2 separate regions of the Gossypium hirsutum genome follow, and region 2 is linked to region 1. The links are chromatin contacts, called in public Hi-C maps. All regions are on one chromosome and are shown on one strand. The core of a region is the stretch at or near the end of the contact, and the rest is flanking DNA. Distances in the headings are between cores, read along the strand shown. Region 1 holds the start of LOC107919781. Region 2 has its middle 3.3 kb from the start of LOC121232117.

Region 1 (3,193 bases), core at 579-3,078:
GCTACATTAAGTGACAAGCTGTGATACCAAGTGTTGGCCCGAACAATTGTTGAAATTAGGCTTTGTGCTTGGAGGAAGTAGGTAAAGGAGTGGACACTCCATCCTTTCCATATTTTTCAACGTTATTTATACTAATAAATCTTAATTTTAATAGGTATATAATTATAATACTAATTAAATAATAATTGTTTTAAAATAATATATTATTAATAACTAATATACTCAATTGTGTAGTTCAAACCAATAAAAACTCTTTATACAAAAAAATTAATGATATTATTTTATCTATTATTTTTTATAAAAGTTTTTATCTATTGTTCTTAAGTGTGAAAAATTATTTGTTTAATGTCAGTTTAGTAATTAAATGAACATCAAAAAGTATTTTTGTCAATTCAAAATTTTTTCTAAATTCATATTTTTTTATATATATTATAAATATATGCATATTAAATCTTAAATAAATTAGAATATTTAATTATATCCAAAAATTACATATACCACAAATATAATTATATTATTAATTTTTTTTTATAAAGGTAATGGATATTCAGGGATCTTACTTGAAATTATATAAAATGAAACTTAAAACACAATTTTTTTGCTACTCATGTGTGGTTTAATTGGAAATTATATTATTAAAATAAATAATATATTCTCATTTAGTTGTCTTGTTTAATTGCTATTTTCACCCTAATTTTTTTCTCACATTTATAGGAATTTAATATTTATTTAAGTGTTGCACAAGTATAGTAAAAAGGATAGGTAATGTACATTTCATCAATTAGAATTAAAATATATTTGAAGTTAGATTAGAATAAATTTAAATAATGTGAATTAATGATGAGGTTTAAATCTAAAATAACTTAATAAAGAATTTACACGTGGCATTTGCATATGATGGCACTCGAACAATTTTGTATACTGTTTAGTATTTATAATTGTCTTTTTCAACAATTTCGTTTTCAAAGTTTGAACCTGCATTTTTTTTTTTAAAGTATAATGCACTTTACCATTATACTCAATATTTATTAACTTAAGATTTTAATCTTGGGCGATATTATTTAGGAAAATAATGTTTTTTAATAAAAAAACCTTTTAAATAATTTTGGTTGACTAAATTGAGGGCGAAAGTCATTTATATAATTTAATATAACAATAAAGCATGCCTTTAAAACGAAAACTTTTTTTAATAAAAAGAAAGAAAACTAGAAATTTGCCTAGCTATATAGATACAACAGGGTATCCTAGGGAAGATAGGTAGATTTGTTTTTTCTTTTTTTCTTTTTTAATATCACATTCTCCTTTGTTTTATGTAATATTTTAATCAAGCAGAAGAATCTCTGACCCTTTTTATTTAATAATACAAAATAAGTCTCAAATAGCATCTAATAAATTATAACCAATATATTATATTGAATGAAACAAACTAGTTAAGCTTGAAAAATAAATTCCAGAATTTTTTAAAATCTTAGCATATAATTAAAATAGTATTTTAATTAACATTTCGTATTATAATCAATGTTGCATGCATGAAAACAAAGAGTGACAAAATCAACATTTCCAATCCAAATACAATAGGGGACAAAATCACATTCAAGCTTTTTTAAAAAAAAGAATACTAATCTGTTTTCATTAATTTTTAAATTGGATATTAGCTGATATAGTTATTTAAAAAAAATAAAATTGGTGAGCTTTCCTAAGCTCTGTATTTATCACAGAAATCAATATTTTTAATTAATTAAGCAACAATGTCCAAAAACCCTAATTTTGACTAATTGGGTTTTTGAACTTTGAGACTCTCTTCAAATTCCAGATTTCATCTCTTTGATTAGTTTTTAAGCAAAGAAAAAGAACCTATTTTTATTCACCGAAGATGTTGCATATAAGGTTCATAGATATAATACTTTGGGTTTTCTTAGTTTTATATACCCTCAAGAAGTCCTCAATGCATTCTCATCAAGGTATATATATATTAATTGGTGTAACTTTTATCTTTTAGATCACTCTTGGTTAAGATTATCTTGTTATTTCAATTTTTGTTCTAGGTGATGAAAGTAAAGAATATGTTGTATCTGTTCGAAAGGTTGGGTTTCGAATCTTAGTATCTACAATCCTATTACGATATCTTTTGTATTAAAAAGATTATATATATATATTTATGCAGGAATTTGATGAGGGTTTTAGAGAAAGGAAAATGGGAGGACATGAAGTAGGTGTGGATTCAAAGAATTCAGGTGCAAATTACAGCTATGATGGCAAATGTAAAACATGGGATCATGAAACTAAGGTTGAAAGAGATGATTTTGTAGCTCTTGGTGATGATTATGGTGGCCCTAAACGTCACCCTCCTGAGCATAACTGAGCAAAAAAAAAAAAAAATTAAAGGCATGCAAATGCAGCACTTAGATCCTTTTTTTTCTTTGTATGTTTATAAGCTGGGTAAATTTTAGGGACATTAAGATATTGTGTGAATATCTAATGACATGTATGGAAAGAAAAAAAATTGTTCTTATAAAAAGGGATGTTTTTGGTGCTTGAAATGGTTTGAGAAATGAATACGACTTTCGTCTAGTACTTACATGTTACAGGTTTAAATTCTTTCATCCCCTTCTCTTCTAATATTGTATTTAAGCAATATTCATTATAAATGTTGTGTATTGAATGCAGGTGGGAATAATGATGCTGAAATTATGTCCACCCAAAAATTTCACGATCAAGCAAGTAATCAGGTTCTCTTTCTCTCAAGTGGTTTATATAATTATTCTATATTAGGTAAATTACACTCAAGATTATTAAATTATTAGTAAGTTTAAATTTTGGTTACTCAACTTCAAAAGGTTATAAGATGGTCATTAAACTATTCGAAAGTTTTCATTTAAGTAATTGGGTTATTAAAATCGTTGTTGTATGGCCTTATCTATTTGCACCATCTACACCAATCAAAAGCTCCCTTTCCCCTTCTCTTTTACAACTCAATTTTTTCATGAAACAACTTTAAACATTATGAATCTTCAGACTAAAATCCAAACAATTGTCCCTCAGATACTGACTATTAGATTGATTTGGATCCAATGTATATTCTTCTACTCATCGATGGATACTGATCCACCGTACTGATCGCCAAATTGTAACTTGGAGCTCGCTAGCTGGTCCTAAAAAAAAAAAAACTTAACAGCCCAATGACTTAAATAAA
Region 2 (3,362 bases), core at 29-2,528, 110 kb after region 1:
AGGGTAAAAATACAATTTATAATTACAAGTAATTCATATAATTATAATTAGACACAAATGAAATAATCATTATAATAACACATTCGTAAAATTATGATTAGAATCAAATCATTGCATGCACATATAAAAGGATTGATAATCGGACTTAAATCAAAATAAAACTAAACAAATAAAATTGAATTTAAAATAAAATCTACATCTACATAAATACTTATAATTAAACTTAAACTTTTACTAACACTACCAAAATAGTAAAAATTATATGGGTACAATTCTTTTGCTTAAAAAAATGTTGTTCAATATATGCATCTACAAATTAAGATTTATAAATGCCAAAATAAATAACTCAAAACATGATCATCTTTGAAAAGGTTTGTTTTTTCTCAACCAAACATTTTATTGATTCAAAATATGATACTTTTTTTAATTACTTCAAACGGCTTTTTGCATTTTATCAAAGCTATTATTATATTTAAATTTGTTAATTGTTTTTGTAAACAAGATATTAGTTTTTACATGCTATCGATTGAGTTTGATTGAGTTTTTCATTTTAATTAATTTTTATATTATAAAATTATATTTTCATCCTTATTATATAAAAAGAACTTAAACCAAATTTAAAACTTAAATTTTGATGTTTGGTCTAACACAAACTTAACATAAAACCTCAAATTTTAATTTGAACTCTATTTCAAACTTTTAAATTTAAATTCAGCTCGATTAGATTACACTTAATTGAGTAAAGAGAGTCTAAGTGAACACTTACCTTCAAATATCAGCTAATTAAATCCAACATTACAATAAGTTAACATAATTAACAACATTTAAATTATAACAATGATTTAGCAAAAACATAATGTTAATTTGAAGTATACCTAATAAATGTTGTACATGCTCTCATAGTGGATGTTTTTCCTTAAACTAATAGCTAAATATTTTTCAATTAAATTGTTGTTGAAACAATTTACAAAAACAAATTATTGAATGTGTATGTCAATTTTATGAGGAGGAGAAAGTTGTAAGAAGGTATCTCTCCGAAACAATAACGTTATTCTTGAGTCCAAAAGTGTATGTACATGTGCAATGGAAATTAATCTAAGTTTTATGTTCCCTACCTAAGATTGCTCGGATACACCAACTTTTCTTTGCAAATTCAAAGTACAGAAACTTATTGTCTTTCAAAAATATTAGAGAGGATGCTTTATATGCTCTGTGAGGGATGGTCCCTTGTGAGGCCAACCCCATTATGTGTATGGGCTAGAAACCCTTTGTGGGGTTTTGTAGTTTTGGCTACTCCGAGCTATTTATATTTGGTTGGACCTGGGTTTGTGCCGGTAAAATATTGGGTATTAACAATGAGTATTAAGTCAGTTTGCATCGGCATAGTTATTAATATAAGAGAATGCGAGTGTCGAGTACATTAAAATATATTATTCTCTTATTTAAAAGTTAAGAAGGGATTATGGTTAATTTTAAACATTGTATCAAAAAATAAAAATTAAAAATCATGATGCTACACTCATATGAAAACAAGTATATAAAAAAACAATAAAAATTTAATTTAATATTAATATATAATTTTCTACACCGTTCACATTGCCAATAAATTAAATGATATTACATCATTAAAAATGAAAATTAAGTTAATATAATTTTAAAAGTTTTTGATAATTTAGTTTTAAATTTTTAATATTATATTTCTGCAGAATTTTGAAATATTATAATTTAGCAAATAACTTTTTTAATTATGTAATTTCAGAAATATAGACTTCATAGTGGTAAGTTTCGATTGGTATAAAAGGCAAACAAGGACGGCTTGGCTCAGCTCGGCTCGGCTTCTTCGAGCCAAGGTGCAATGGTGATCTTTCAACGTCAGCATATTTAGGAGCTTTCCTATGATGTAATTTATTTTAAAATATGTAATTTTTACAGATTAATATATAATTAATGAAAGGAAATTAAAACTCTAAAAATCCCATTTTATTTATGATCAAATAAATATATATTTAATGGAAAGAAATAAATTTTGGTATAATGTGTAATTATATATATAAATTTTAATTTTGTGTAATTTTATACATGACATTTTGATTTGATTTGATTTAATTTTTACAAACCACTATCATCATTATCAATATAAGATCATTTTACATTACATATTACATACACAAATGATTATTCTTATCTAATATAAAAATAAGTTGATGTATTTGTTTCTTTAAGGGGGCATTTGGTTCATTGAATGTAACATTATGGCCTATAAGGTTACATTCTGAATGAGATTATGGTATTTGAATTGTCATCATTTCAACCATCCCGTGATATCACATTACGGAATAGTGTCAAAATGCTGTAATATATGGTGTAATCTCATTACGACTCATTTATTAAGTTATGTAGGATTATGGGTAGAATCTAAGTTTTAAGGGAAAAATACCCTATTATTTTATTATATTAATTAATATAATTTCAGTAGTTAAAATAGCAGTAGCTTATGTATTTTATCTTTTGCTTGGTTATTAGACATTTTCAAAGATTGGGTAGGGTACTTTCTCTTTCATTTACTTTAATTTTTTTACATGTACATGTGAAATAATTTTTCGATCCCATTTTACACAATTTGTTGTAATTTTGTGTGCGAATTTTACATGAGAATTTCAGGATCAATGTTGTTTAGAAATTAATGGTTGTTCAAATGAATTTACATCGTAAAATCAATGTGTAATAAAAGTGATTTTTTTTTAAAATTATACTATCTATTAAATGCTATTCATACAATTAAACTTAAATTTTAATTGTTATATAATTCTAATAATAATTGAATTATGCTTAAGAGTTGTATTAAAGTAATAATATAAAAAGCTGAAATGCTTACAATTCTGCCTATACAGTGTTTGTTAATAATATCCCAATCAAAATCCATTGGAGATGGCTGAAACATACCTGCTCAAAGTAGGGAGATATCGTTGATGTTTTTTATTCCCAACAAAGGAAGCAAAAGAGGGCGTAAGTTTGGATTTGTGAGATTTGGATTGTTAAATGAAGCGCATCGAGCTGTTAAGAGAATGAATGGGAGACGTTTATTTGGTAATCGATTGGGAGTCAACCTAACTAGATATGGTGGAACAACGTCGTACTGGAGAAAGATTACGGAGGATCGCAGTTCACCTACTGAACAGAGAATTGTTAATGCTGCTGCAGCTCAGAATATTAAAAAATGTTACAGGGAGGTGCTCCTTTCCATGAATAAGACGATCTGGAGTCAAGAGGGAGATTTACAAGTGGAGATGACAGGTACGGAAATTTTTCATGACGAGATCAAATTCGACGCCATCATTGAGGCGTAAGTCTTGTGAGTTGCA

What was found. Hi-C and Micro-C count contacts between places; a contact is called where the count stands out from the background.
Region 2: a contact with region 1 is called in a Hi-C map of leaf, with 2.6 times the contacts expected there. The contact joins the enhancer-like site here to the promoter of LOC107919781 in region 1. A contact is called at or near these places in 6 of 34 Hi-C or Micro-C datasets (callus, leaf and seedling).

The regions. Positions count from the first base shown.
Region 1 is chrA07:12,113,060-12,116,252 of Gossypium_hirsutum_v2.1, forward strand. LOC107919781 reads left to right here and starts at 1,829. Exons shown (of 5, transcript XM_041117574.1): 1 at 1,829-1,961; 2 at 2,046-2,083; 3 at 2,165-2,234; 4 at 2,668-2,729. The coding sequence starts at 1,874.
Region 2 is chrA07:12,227,758-12,231,119 of Gossypium_hirsutum_v2.1, forward strand. No RefSeq gene overlaps it. Among protein-coding and RNA genes, the nearest start is that of LOC121232117, 3.3 kb to the right of the region's middle. Within about 2 kb of position 1,279, at least 1 of the 9 cell types and tissues checked has an H3K27ac peak or open chromatin away from gene starts, as enhancers often do. A contact at or near this core is called in leaf, where this site is marked.